Regions from separate parts of the Mus musculus genome. Here all the other regions are linked to region 2. A link is a contact called in public ChIA-PET and HiChIP or PLAC-seq data. All regions are on one chromosome and are shown on one strand. Each heading gives the region's core, a stretch centred on a gene start, on an enhancer-like site or on the middle of the called end of the contact. The rest is flanking DNA. Distances are from core to core; before and after follow the strand shown.

Region 1 (4,111 bases), core at 818-3,317, 250 kb before region 2:
CAGCCTTCAGGATAGACAGGAGTTAGGGACTATATACTCCAAAGGTGACCCTCTGAGGGACCGTTCTAGATTCAAACCCTAACAAGTGTGTTCCAGGAAGATGGATGAGTTGTGGTCCCTTATCCCTTCCTCCTGCTTCTACCTCTTGATGGCTTTCATGCTGACACTGTAGGAGGAGCTCACACTAGGTGGGTGCCTTGAGCTTTGGTTTCCAACCTTCAGAACGATGAGTTAAGTTTACCTCCATTTATGTTATCGTATATGGTTATCTGCTTATGTTCCATTGCCAAGGCCTGGAATGGACCAAGACAGAACTGGTTAAGGTAACAACAGTTCTCATAAAATAAGTGGCATTGCTGATCCTTAAAGTGAGGTGTCCCATGCTCTACAGAGTAGTAGAAAGGAGAAGAGATTTCATATTTTGCTTTCGGCTAATCCTTGAAATTTTTTACTTTTATATATGTGTTATAATGTATGGCATTGTTTGCATGGAATTTGTAAACAAATAGGATTGAAGTAGGTGCATGGGGCATTTTACTGAGTTTGTGTTTACTGCTATGGCTTGGGTATGGTCACATTGTGAGAGAAGGTTGCTCCCCAGGGTCACTTCCACAGAATGTGGATCCTGTGGAAAGTGGAACAGTGGATTCTAGGTTCTGGGGTGCTGCTCATGCAACCCCCTCAAGTTCTTTAGAAATGTCTGTTACGGGAAGAGGAAAGCCTGGTCAAATGAATGCCCACCACCCCTCTGCTCCTGTTTGAGATGTGACCATCTTTTCCTGAACGTTGTGCCACTGTGAAGTGATACCATCTGCTGCCCTCACCTCAGACCAACCCAGTGGGACTGCTTCTTTATTACAATTTACAAGTTATAAATTTTGTAAGTAAACTTCCTTCTTTATAACAAGTGTTCTCTTAACTAAGGGTTAAATGAAAGCCCCTTAGTGTCCAGGCAGCCTCAGGGTCCTCTCTGCAAGCTTGAGCTGCACTGGGGTCCTCTTATGCCAAGACTGGTCAAGATAGAGAGACAGGAATCACCGCAGCTTGTTTCTGTAGAATGTGAAGGATGGATAAAACCTACTACACCGTGAGTAGCCTGCCAAAGCGTCTCCAAGCCCTTATGGCGATTAATCACCCTGGGGCTCTCCCTCCCAGCGTGTCTAGAAAAGCTTTACAGGAGGAGATCGTCCCCCCAGCCTTCCTGTATCCTTCCCAAGAGTGCCCCACTGTTAACTGCACATATTTATCTCCTGACTTTGCCTGATCAAACTGTTCCTATTGCCAGAAGAGCTCTGGCCCTGGCCTCTGTGCAAGAATGTCACACGGTAAAAGCCTGGAAGGCTCAAAGATAGATAAACATGTAAGAATCAAAAGGGAAATATGGACAGTGAGAAAAGCAGACTTAATTAACTGATTCCCTTAAAGGGAAGAGCCCAATTAAAGGCATATAGTTAGCTGTGTCTGTAAGTCTTGTTTGCTTGTTTGTTTTTAACATTCTTACAAGTCTTAGTCACATAGTAGCTCTGTGACCTACTGGGAGGGGATCAGATTCCCTTTTTTTGAAACAATAGCACATTTTTTACTCAGCAGTATACAGAACCCCAAACCACTTCCCTTAAGCAACTGACAGTGTCACTTTTCAAACAGGAAGTGGAGACTTAGCAGAATTTTCACGGAGGAGCTTCCTTTGTCGGTTCACTGCAGTCATCTGATTTATGGGGGGTAGAAGTGATAAATTTAACAGTGCTGACAACTTTTGAAATGGGACTCGATCCACCCGACATCCCAGTTCAATGCACTACCCGCCCTTGCAGCTCAGCAGTGTAAATATATAACGTGCTAGAACACACATGAACATATTCATGATGAGATGTGTTAAAACTGTGAGTTTTCCCTATAATCCAACTCCTTCTCCATTTTTCCCATCCCCTTTCCTATGAACTCACAGGGGAATACCAAGTAGCTCCTCCCCTCCTTCCGACCCCCACCTGTCCTTCCTCTCCACCTGCCCCTGGGTTTCCACCCAAGTGCTGTCTCTGCTTTTGCTTTATTTCCTGCCTGCTGCAGCCAAACTAAGCCTTTGCCTTTGTTAACATCCCCCTTCTCTGCTGACTAGCGTGAACAGGCCAACCTGGTGTTCAGTGGCTCCCATAGTCGAATCTGCCCTCAGTTTTCTGGTCTTCCATACATCCAAAAAATAGAAGATGCTTCGTTTCCTGGGATATTTATTGCTTTTCTCACTTGTATACCATGCCCCTCCCTCTGACTGGGATGTCTTCCCACCCTCACCCCATCCTCTCCCACAGTTGCATCTAGAGTCCATCAGGATGCTTCCTTGTAAGCCTCCCTGACAGCCCTGCCACCACAGGACAGCAGCACTTCTGAGTGCCTGGGGGTCTATACAAACCTTTGGCACCTGCACTTTAGCATTACGGTGTTATTCTGGTACTATTTTCCTCCGGCTTACTAGTAAGTACCCTCCTAGAAATTATGTCTATTTCAGAAGTGTAATTGTGGAGACTCAGTCCATTGAAGACAGAGAATAAATGAAAGAAACATTAGCAATAGACAAGGGTTGTTGCTGGTTGCTTGGGTCAGATCTGGGGCTTTCACATGATGGGCAAGCTCTTCATCACCAAACTACGTCCCCACCCCTGATGTTTAGGTTGTTTGTTTGTTGTTTTTACTGGTTGTTTATTTGTTTTTACTTTTCAAATTTCCATTTCCTCTTCAAAAGAAAAAATTTAAACTTCCTATTTATATGAAAGTGAAGAATGTTTGTTTAGTCCTAAATATCTGGAACAAATTCACATTTGTGAAGCCATAATATAATATAATATAATATAATATAATATAATATAATATAACATAACATAATAATATTGGCCCCAAAGGTTAAAATTAAAGATACTTTGGATCCACAGAAGAACTTTAGCAAATGGTGTTGAGAATCAAACATTACAGTGCAGGACAGGACAGCAGCAGCCAGCTGCTTTGAGTGCGCCTTTCTCATGGCATAGGTAGCACTGGTTTCACTTGGCAGATAACTCTTTTCTATCCTACATTTTTACCTGTGTTGAGCATGAAGAGAACGGGCTTAGCATATGGTACTTCCTGAAGTCTACCTTCAGAAGAAGCACACAGTATACTGCTGCTGCTCTAAATGCCATAGTTCTCTATTTTCCAGCTTTATCCTTTCCTATTGGAAGGAGTTCATGAAGGGACAGAGCTGTGCTCTGTTTCCAAGTACCACCAAGGTCTAACCACCCCAGAAATGCACCTGCTTTTTGAAAACCTTCTAAGAGGTGGTGGCACTACATGGGAATTCCTTCCAGACTCCCCAAATCCTTGGCATTCCATCTAGGCTTCAACTCAATTCTTCTACGAGTAAAACTGACTATCAAGTCCTAATGTGTACAAACCAAGGCTGAATACTCACTCAGCACACGCCAAGAAGGAAGGCGATCCAGAGGAGCTCTGTGATGGCTTCAGTGCCCGACTCTGTGGGACTTCTCCTGAACTCTTCCCAGAACCTCCCACCTCCTGCTGCCTGAGAAGCTAAAATTCGTTGGGCCTCAGCCCCTTGTTTATGAGCCCTTTGGAGAGCCTGGCCAGTGTGTGGTATTAGTGGTCAGGACTCAGGATCAAGGGCTAAGTCCTGATGTAGCTTCTTCCCACCAGCACCAGAGTCTGGCCCATTGTATAATATCTGTGGGTACAAATTATTTTTATATCTTCATATGCACAACACAAGGGGTTCTGAAGGAAAGGCCAACCAGAGACTGCCCTACCTGGGGATCCATCCTATATGCAGACCCCAAACCCAGACGCTATTGCTGATGCCAAGAAGTGCATGCTGACAGAAGTCTGGTATAGCTGTCCCCTGAGAAGCTCTGCCAGAGCCTGACCAATACAGATGAGGATGCTCACAGCCAACCATCAGACTGAGTACGGAGTCCCCAATGGAGGAGTTAGGGGAAGGAATGAAGGAGCTGAAGGGGTTTGCAACCCCATAGGAAGAAAAACAATATCAACCAACCAGATCCTCTAAAACTCCCAGGGACTAAACCACCAATCAAAAAATACACATGGGGAGACCCATGGCTCCAGC
Region 2 (3,763 bases), core at 51-2,550:
TTACAAAGTCACACCCTTTCAGCATTGATGGGTGGCTATCCACGGTCTCAGGTTTGTCTTCAGGTCTGCTATGAGAGGGGGATGCTGAAGGCTTTGGCTCTCAGTTCCACACTCTAAATTGAAGAACCTTAAAAAAAATGAAACTAGTCTTTTTAAAGAATGGAGAACGATTCTATGTTTTAATAATATTATAGCTTGTACTTCACTGATTTTGTGGCTCCACAGTTATTGAATGCTAACATTCATTCCTGTTCCTGGTGGGTCTTTTCAACTGGATTTGTGGGTATTGGCAAGTTAGGAGGGACCCACATATTAGTCTTGTCTGGCTTCTGGTTAAGAAGCCAGTTGATACTAATGGCAATGGTCTAGCTTGTTGCAGATCGAGTGCAGCCAGATACATTAAACCTCCCAAGGTGTGTTAGACCACTCTTTGCTCTCTCTCTTTAAACGACACACTGTACCATTTGGCTTTGATGCCACAGGCAAGAAGTGAGCCAGGTGAAAGAGTAGATTTATATAGAAAAGAAAAAAATCTCAACTATAAATGAAAGTGGGTAGGGGGGATGAGAACATACCTCAGACACAGACACCACTGCCCTTCAGTTTTGTCTTCCTAGAGTTCTGCTCCATTTAAACACTCTTTCAGTGTTAAGGGACATGATGGGATATTGATTTCTGTATTAAAAGGAGCACTTTCTCATGGCCGGTAACTCAGTTTGTAGGGGTGAGATCTCAGAGAAAGATGTATGAAAACGCTTCATAATTAGACAGCCAAAGGAAGATTTAGATAATCTCAGAGATAAACACTGCATATGGATCTTTCTAGGTTTAAAAAGAATATAGCAATTCTTATTTTTATTTTCATTCCCATGGCAACACACTAAAAGAGTCTAGACAAGTCCCTGAGATTAAAATATAATATTTTCTTAGCTTTTTCAAGGAATTTAACTCTTTCTGGACTGCAATGCAATACTGATTCTCTTTACTACTGAAATGCTTAGTGCGGAAAATGTAAAGACATTAGAAATTTAATTATGAAAACAAACATGGAAAATAACACAGGACTTGTGAAGGGCAGATCACAATTCGTTTCTATGTCAATTCCTTCTCTCACTTGTACATAGATGTAGTTAAAAGCTTTGAGACAGACAGCAGACTCCAGCGTTCTCTAGTTTTGCCAGGACATTGTACAAGATTGCTTTTGTAGATGATAACTAATGTTTACGTTCAACACAAAAGGGCACAGAACCAAAGCCAGGTATGAGTATGTCAAGGAAAACCTCAAACCCTTCGTTAAGAAACCACTGGAGCCAACCACCTCCTTGTGGTTATTCTATGTCAGTTGTTATGTGGATCACTGTATGTATACATGCTCAAAAAAATGTTTGCTCAGCAGATGTCAAATTTCAGTGTGTTAGACGCAAACAGGCTAAAAGTTAAAAAAAAAAAAAGATTATTATCTTTACCCTTTCTCTCAATTTCTTATTTTGAATGCAGCAGAAAGGAAATACCAACCCAGAACTGAGTCACACACACACACACACACACACACACAATTACATAAAATAACAGTAAGAGAAAAACAGGAGAGGCTTGGGTGGCCATGAGACTGTTTCTGTCTGACTTCTGTAAGAGGAGTGGGCAGGCAAGGGCAGGGGATGCAGAAAATCTCAACTACAAGGCGTGTTCTAAGAAATTCCAGAGACAACATCTCCGACTGTCAATCTTTGCTGTCAGGTGGACTATGTTTAAGAGCCACAACTTTGGGTGGCCTTCTGTTTCCAAAGAGGCTGAACTAAAGGGAGAAGACGCATCCTGATTATGCGTGGCACCATCTGATGGGCTGGGGTCCCAGACCTGAATAAAAAGGCTTAAGACGGCTGAGCACATGTATTTGCATGTGCGTGCGTGTGTGTGTGTGTGTGTGTGTGTGTGTGTGTGTGTGTGTGTGTGTGTGTGTGTGTGTTTGTCTGTATGTCTGCTTCCTGGCTAAGTATTCACTGTGACTAGATGCCTCATACTCCTGGTGCCACCCCTTCCCTTTGTGAGGCCTGTACCTCACAGAGCCCCAAATAATCCCTTTCACCCTAAACTTGTCTTTTATCAGATATTTTGTCATATGGCTGAAAATAATTGCAGAATCTTCTATCATAGGGGCCCCATCTTGTAGAGCCATTAACTGGTTAGGCTGGCACTATCTTGGAGTAGAGACAGTGGCAGGTTCATCTCATTGGGAAGCTTCAGCTCATCATTCTCTGTGTGGCATTTCAGTGGGGACATTTATATATAGCAGAGTGGTATAGAATTGTGCCTTCACACTGTTTCTTTTAAGAAAGTTTAAACCAATAGCACTTTCCCCTACCTAGCAGCTCAGCAAACTAAGTGACTGGTCAAATCTTATTGACTTTTTGTTTGCATGAACTTAATTATTATTTATCATTACTATTAATTATTATTACTATTATTGTTGCATGTGTGTGTATTTATGTGTGTGTGTGTGTGTGTGTGTGTGTGTGTGTGTGTGTGTGTGTGTGTGTGTGATATGTGTATTTGCACATACAGGCCCACCTTGGCATTTATGAGGACGTCAATTTTGGGAAGTTGGCTCTTTCCTTCTAACCCTTCTGTGGGTTCCAAAGGTTTACCTCATAGTTTTAGACTTCCACAGCAATCCTGTTTATCTACCATCTTGCCAGACATTATTGTTTTTTTTTCTTAAGCAGTTTTCAAATGATTTCCCTCTTACTCATCCCTACCACAGTGTGCCAGCCTCTGAAGGGTCTCATGTGGACTTCTACAGCGATGCTTTGACTGATCTTGTTCCTTGTCATTACTAACATCTCAAGGACTTATTCCACACTCCCAGGGGCCATCTCTAAAGTGTAGTTCACTGTCTTGTTTAAAGACTTTTAATGTTTATCAGTTGCTTTCAGGATAAATTCAGAATTCCCAAATCAAAGCAGCAAATGTCTTTCTAGCCCTAGTCTTCACCACTCCCGATCTGTCAGAATTTTCTAGAACCACTCTGGACTTTCACTATTGCTTCAGAGCAGCTCCTTCCTGTGTTTCCATCTTTGGACTGCATTCTTCTCTTTGCTTAGATTTCTCTTCCTGTGCTGTCTTCTGCCAAATGTGAACTCATTACCCCTTCCTAGAGGATTAAAAAATATTGTTTATATGTCCATTTACTTCAGAAACTTCTTATAGCTATAATGAAATAGAATTCACACAGTAAATTTCACCATTTCAAGCATTGAATTGTTTTAATACATCCTCAGTCCACTTTACTACATTTTCATAATGCTTTAAAAATCCATTATTAATTAGTAACTACTTTTTTTGTTCGTGTTCCCCCCAGATTCTCGGAGCCAACAGTACATTTCCCGTGTCTCTGGATTTGCCTCCTTTGATTGGTTGATAGAAGTCACAAAGCATGAGACCTCTTGTTGCTTCTTTCTATTAGCATAATATTTTCAAGATTCATCCATTTTGTGGGACATTCCTTCTTTGTGTTGTCATATTAGTGCTTCATTTACTATGAAACAATGCTCTACTGAGTAGACATACCACATTTGTTTATTCATTCATCATTTGCTACATATATGGTCCTTTCTAGTTGGAGGCATTATGAATCTTCATGTTTGAGTTTCTATGTAGGAGTCTTTACATCTCTCTTTGTGCAAGTTAGGTTGCTGTGTCACGTGGTAACTTTATGAGGAACATTTTGAAGAGTCATTGAACTGTTGAAATAGCCTAAGCATGA
Region 3 (3,597 bases), core at 429-2,928, 180 kb before region 2:
CTCTGTCTCTGTCTGTCTGTCTGTCTGTCTGTCTTTCTCCTCTAATCAGGGTAGCTCCTAGTATATAGTCCTGTGCTGGGTGGTAGAAGCCATATATACATTCTAAAGAAGGAGATTTGAAAGGGGTCATGTGGAGTAACTCTGTCTTCCATCACCAGCAAAATGTACTTGAGTTTCAGTGATAAAACCTGACATTTCAGGCTTGAAGGAGATCAGCTTCCAAGGACAAGAGGTGGCTCCTTCCTCGATAAGCACAGCAGAAAGAGACTGAAGTCTGCCCTGGCAGTTTTGAGTTCTCTGTCCTGACCTTCATTTGAGCCATTCTATTTTCTACAAAAGAGAAATGCACTTTTGAGGGAAATGGTTCCTCTGTTTGTTTCTCTGAGACAGTGTCTTTAAAAATCTGTACTCAGGCCAGCCTGGGGTTCGTTCTGTATGTAGCTCATACTCACAGTGGCCTTGAACTCACAGTGGCATTCTTGCCTCTGCCTACCAGGTTCTGATGTGAACAACCACAGCTGGGGTAAAAAAATCTTTTCTGGCTGAATCCCTGAATCAGACAAAGCCATTCATAACCAAATGGAATTTCCCCTAAGTCTTTTATCTGTTGCTTCCCTTCCAGTATCATGCTCTTGACTTATATATAATGCAAAGCAGGTGCTTCCTGGCTTTCCTCTGTAATCTTGGGGTCTGGGCTTCCGTTTCTGCCTCCAGGTTCCGGCTTTGAGCTTCTGCCTTGGCTTCCCTTGATGTGATGGTTTGTCTGTGCTTGGCCCAGGGAGTGCAGCCTGATTGGAGTAGGTGTGTCACTGTGGGTGTGGGCTTTAAGACCCTCATTCTAGCTGCCTGGAAGTGAGTATTCTGCTAGCAGCCTTCAGATGAAGATGTAGAACTCTCAGCTCCTTCTGCACCATGGTCATGGTATCTGTTCACAGCAGTAAAACCCCAATTAAGACATTTGGTGACGGAGCATAACCTATAAACTGAATCATCCCCCATTTACATCAATGTCCTATCCCAGCAACAGAAGAGATCAGATTTGTTGTTTGTTTGTTTGTCTTTATTACTGTCCACTCTTCCCTTTTCCCTAAACAATGAGGTTGTGCCTGGGCATTTGTAGTTAGAGAATACCACTTCTTAAGTCTGCTGCATCTGGGTGCAAACAGTGAATTTTGAAGAGAAGCTCAGTTCTTAAAGTTCCATCCGTCTCCTCTTTGCCTCCCGCTCCCACCCCATCCCCACATGTCCTCAGCGCCATGAATTAAAGCAGGACAGTCATGTCGGTAACCTAGAGAAGGTCAGGAGCCAGGACAGAGTACTATCCAGAGGACAGAAGCTGAGTCTATGAATGGCCATGCGAAGCAGAAGCAGAAAAGCTCATCTCTCTGTTCTGAACCATGAGACAAGAGAAATCATCTTTCTTGGTCTTCGTTACAATAATGCAGATTTTCATATACGTAATACAAACTCCACGGGCTCATGTGAAAAGTCAAGGCACTTCTTCTAATTGGCCGATTCCCAGTTGACTCCTAAGCCCCACAGTGCTTGGAATATGGTAAGGCTCAATACATCTGTGAGCGCACATCACTAAGAGCTGTCAAGGCGTGAGGTCCCCTGGCTGGCGCATAAAACACAGACCGAGCAAACCTCTCTAAATGGCAGGTTACAAATGATGAGGAGAGGAGCAAACCACAGACAAACGGTAACAAGCGGTTAAGCTTAGGTGGGAACCTTTGTGGGTGCCGTGTAGAAATGACAGTTAATTATATGCCGCCACTTGAGTGATTTGCAGATAGTAATCACGGTCGCTGTCATTTTCCAAAACAAAAGACTTATACATGCACAGGCTGTGCAGACAGGTAATTTCTTCTTTTAACAAGTTTGATGAGACATCAAGATTGCTATGCTGTAAAGGTCCAGAAGAAAATGAAAATCCATTGCTACAGTGTGCAGAGTGAATGCAAAGTAGCTGCTTAATTAGGCAGGCCTTTTTTTTTTTTTTTTTTTTTTTTTTTGGTAACAAATGGCAAGACATCAACTACATTTGCTGAACATATCCAACATCATTTCTCACTCTGTGAAGTGCTGCATTAAATACAAGGAGAAATGCATAGATAACAGAATATGATACATAAAGATACAGGAGGGGGGGATGCTACAAAAACAGATGTTTAGATTTCCTTGAGACGTCAATGAATCATCGCCTTGGTCATGTTTCGAGTTTCTGAGCAGCCTTTTCATCACACGTGATTTGGGTTTAAAGTGAAAGAACAAAACCAAATTGTGCCCGCAGTCAGTGAGCTCCAGCAAACACTACCAGGTTCTTATCTTCTACTCTATAATATCGTACTTTAAAAGTTTGAAAGGCTGTGCATGATGCTTGCTTTGGATTGTCAATTTGACTACATCTGGAATTAACTAAAACCCAAGCAGTTGGGTACACCTGTGAAGAATCTTTTCTTCTTAGTTAAGTCACTTCAAGTGGGGAGACCCACATTTAACCCAGATCTTTAAAGTGGGAAGATCCAACTCTAATCCAGGCCTCACCTTCTGCTGGCAGTTTCTATAAATGACATGGAAGAAGGAAGCTTGTTCTCTTTGCCTGCTTGTCCTCACTCTGGCTGGCAAGTCCATTCCTTCCCTGGCAATACTTCTTCGGGATTCTGGTCTATACTGAACACCAGCTGAGACATCCACCTCCATGGACGGTGCAACCACTGGATTCTCAGACCTGCCGTTGGTAGGCAGCCATTGCTGGACTACCAGGACCACAGCCTGTAAGCCACTCTCGTAAATCCCTTTCCCCTTTGATTTATTCTGGGGTCACAACAAATATTTTTGCTTATCTCAAGTGCCTTTGTGTATCTGTGAATTTGCACACTCCTTCATCTGGAGCAAATGAAGAATGCCACAGTTTGTAACGCAACCAATAATGGATCATGATAGACATCAGGGGTGTCAGGTGCAGGCAAGAAAATTCCTTCCTAGTAATTTAAGACTTTCATACTGAAAGATAATCCAATGGCTTACATCATCCACTGAGGGCTAAAGAAACAATTGCTCATTGTGTTTCCCTAGCTAAGGGGACAATTATTACCCTGTCACTGCTGGCAGAACCAACCTGAACACTAAGAATTGTCTTTGAGTAATTCTCCTGGTCTCCTTTACAACTTACTGGTCCAAGACCCAGTTTTCATAGCACCTCAAAACAGTAGGTCCTATGCTCTCAGACCTGGGCCACTTACAAAGTGGCTTCCTAGACACAGGCCTGTGGATGGTTCTGTGATTTTACGGCAACTTAAATTCTGCTGCAAACCTCATCACCTCACCTACTTTAATTACCTCCTACTTTATGATGTAAGCTTATTCACTTTATCGGAGCTCACTGGAATGGGGTTGGTTGGGCTTTGCATGGTGGGTATTGTGGTTGAAAAGTAAATCCTTGCTGGAGGCTCCTGGTAGAAAACGTGTTCACCAAGCTGGTGGCACTTGTTGAGAAGGTTGTGCAAACTGTACGAGGTGGAGCCTTGTTGAAGGAAGCAAGTCACTTTGTGACCGTGATGCAGTGTGGTCAGCAGTCCCCTGCTCCTCCCACTG

Evidence for each region. ChIA-PET counts read pairs in DNA pulled down with a chosen protein or histone mark. HiChIP or PLAC-seq counts read pairs in DNA pulled down with a chosen protein or histone mark.
Region 1: a contact with region 2 is called in a BATF HiChIP or PLAC-seq map of CD8 T cells, with 5 read pairs. The contact joins two enhancer-like sites. A contact is called at or near these places in 1 of 15 datasets of contacts at CTCF or cohesin (CD8 T cells), 5 of 484 Hi-C or Micro-C datasets (CD4 T cells, Th2 cells, bone marrow-derived macrophages and 1 more) and 2 of 115 datasets of contacts at active chromatin or transcription factors (CD8 T cells and memory CD8 T cells).
Region 3: a contact with region 2 is called in an RNA polymerase II ChIA-PET map of memory CD8 T cells, with 11 read pairs. The contact joins two enhancer-like sites. A contact is called at or near these places in 3 of 484 Hi-C or Micro-C datasets (the Ba/F3 cell line, the HL-1 cell line and liver) and 2 of 115 datasets of contacts at active chromatin or transcription factors (CD8 T cells and memory CD8 T cells).

The regions. Positions count from the first base shown.
Region 1 is chr9:94,689,432-94,693,542 of GRCm38.p6, reverse strand. The region is part of intron 2 of Slc9a9 (solute carrier family 9 (sodium/hydrogen exchanger), member 9); the gene reads right to left. Among named protein-coding and RNA genes, the nearest start is that of Slc9a9, 22 kb to the right of the region's middle. Within about 2 kb of position 2,067, at least 182 of the 459 cell types and tissues checked have an H3K27ac peak or open chromatin away from gene starts, as enhancers often do. A contact at or near this core is called in CD8 T cells and memory CD8 T cells, where this site is marked.
Region 2 is chr9:94,439,153-94,442,915 of GRCm38.p6, reverse strand. No RefSeq gene overlaps it. Among named protein-coding and RNA genes, the nearest start is that of Gm46148, 32 kb to the left of the region's middle. Within about 2 kb of position 1,300, at least 15 of the 459 cell types and tissues checked have an H3K27ac peak or open chromatin away from gene starts, as enhancers often do. A contact at or near this core is called in CD8 T cells and memory CD8 T cells, where this site is marked.
Region 3 is chr9:94,619,177-94,622,773 of GRCm38.p6, reverse strand. No RefSeq gene overlaps it. Among named protein-coding and RNA genes, the nearest start is that of Gm39404, 36 kb to the right of the region's middle. Within about 2 kb of position 1,678, at least 33 of the 459 cell types and tissues checked have an H3K27ac peak or open chromatin away from gene starts, as enhancers often do. A contact at or near this core is called in CD8 T cells and memory CD8 T cells, where this site is marked.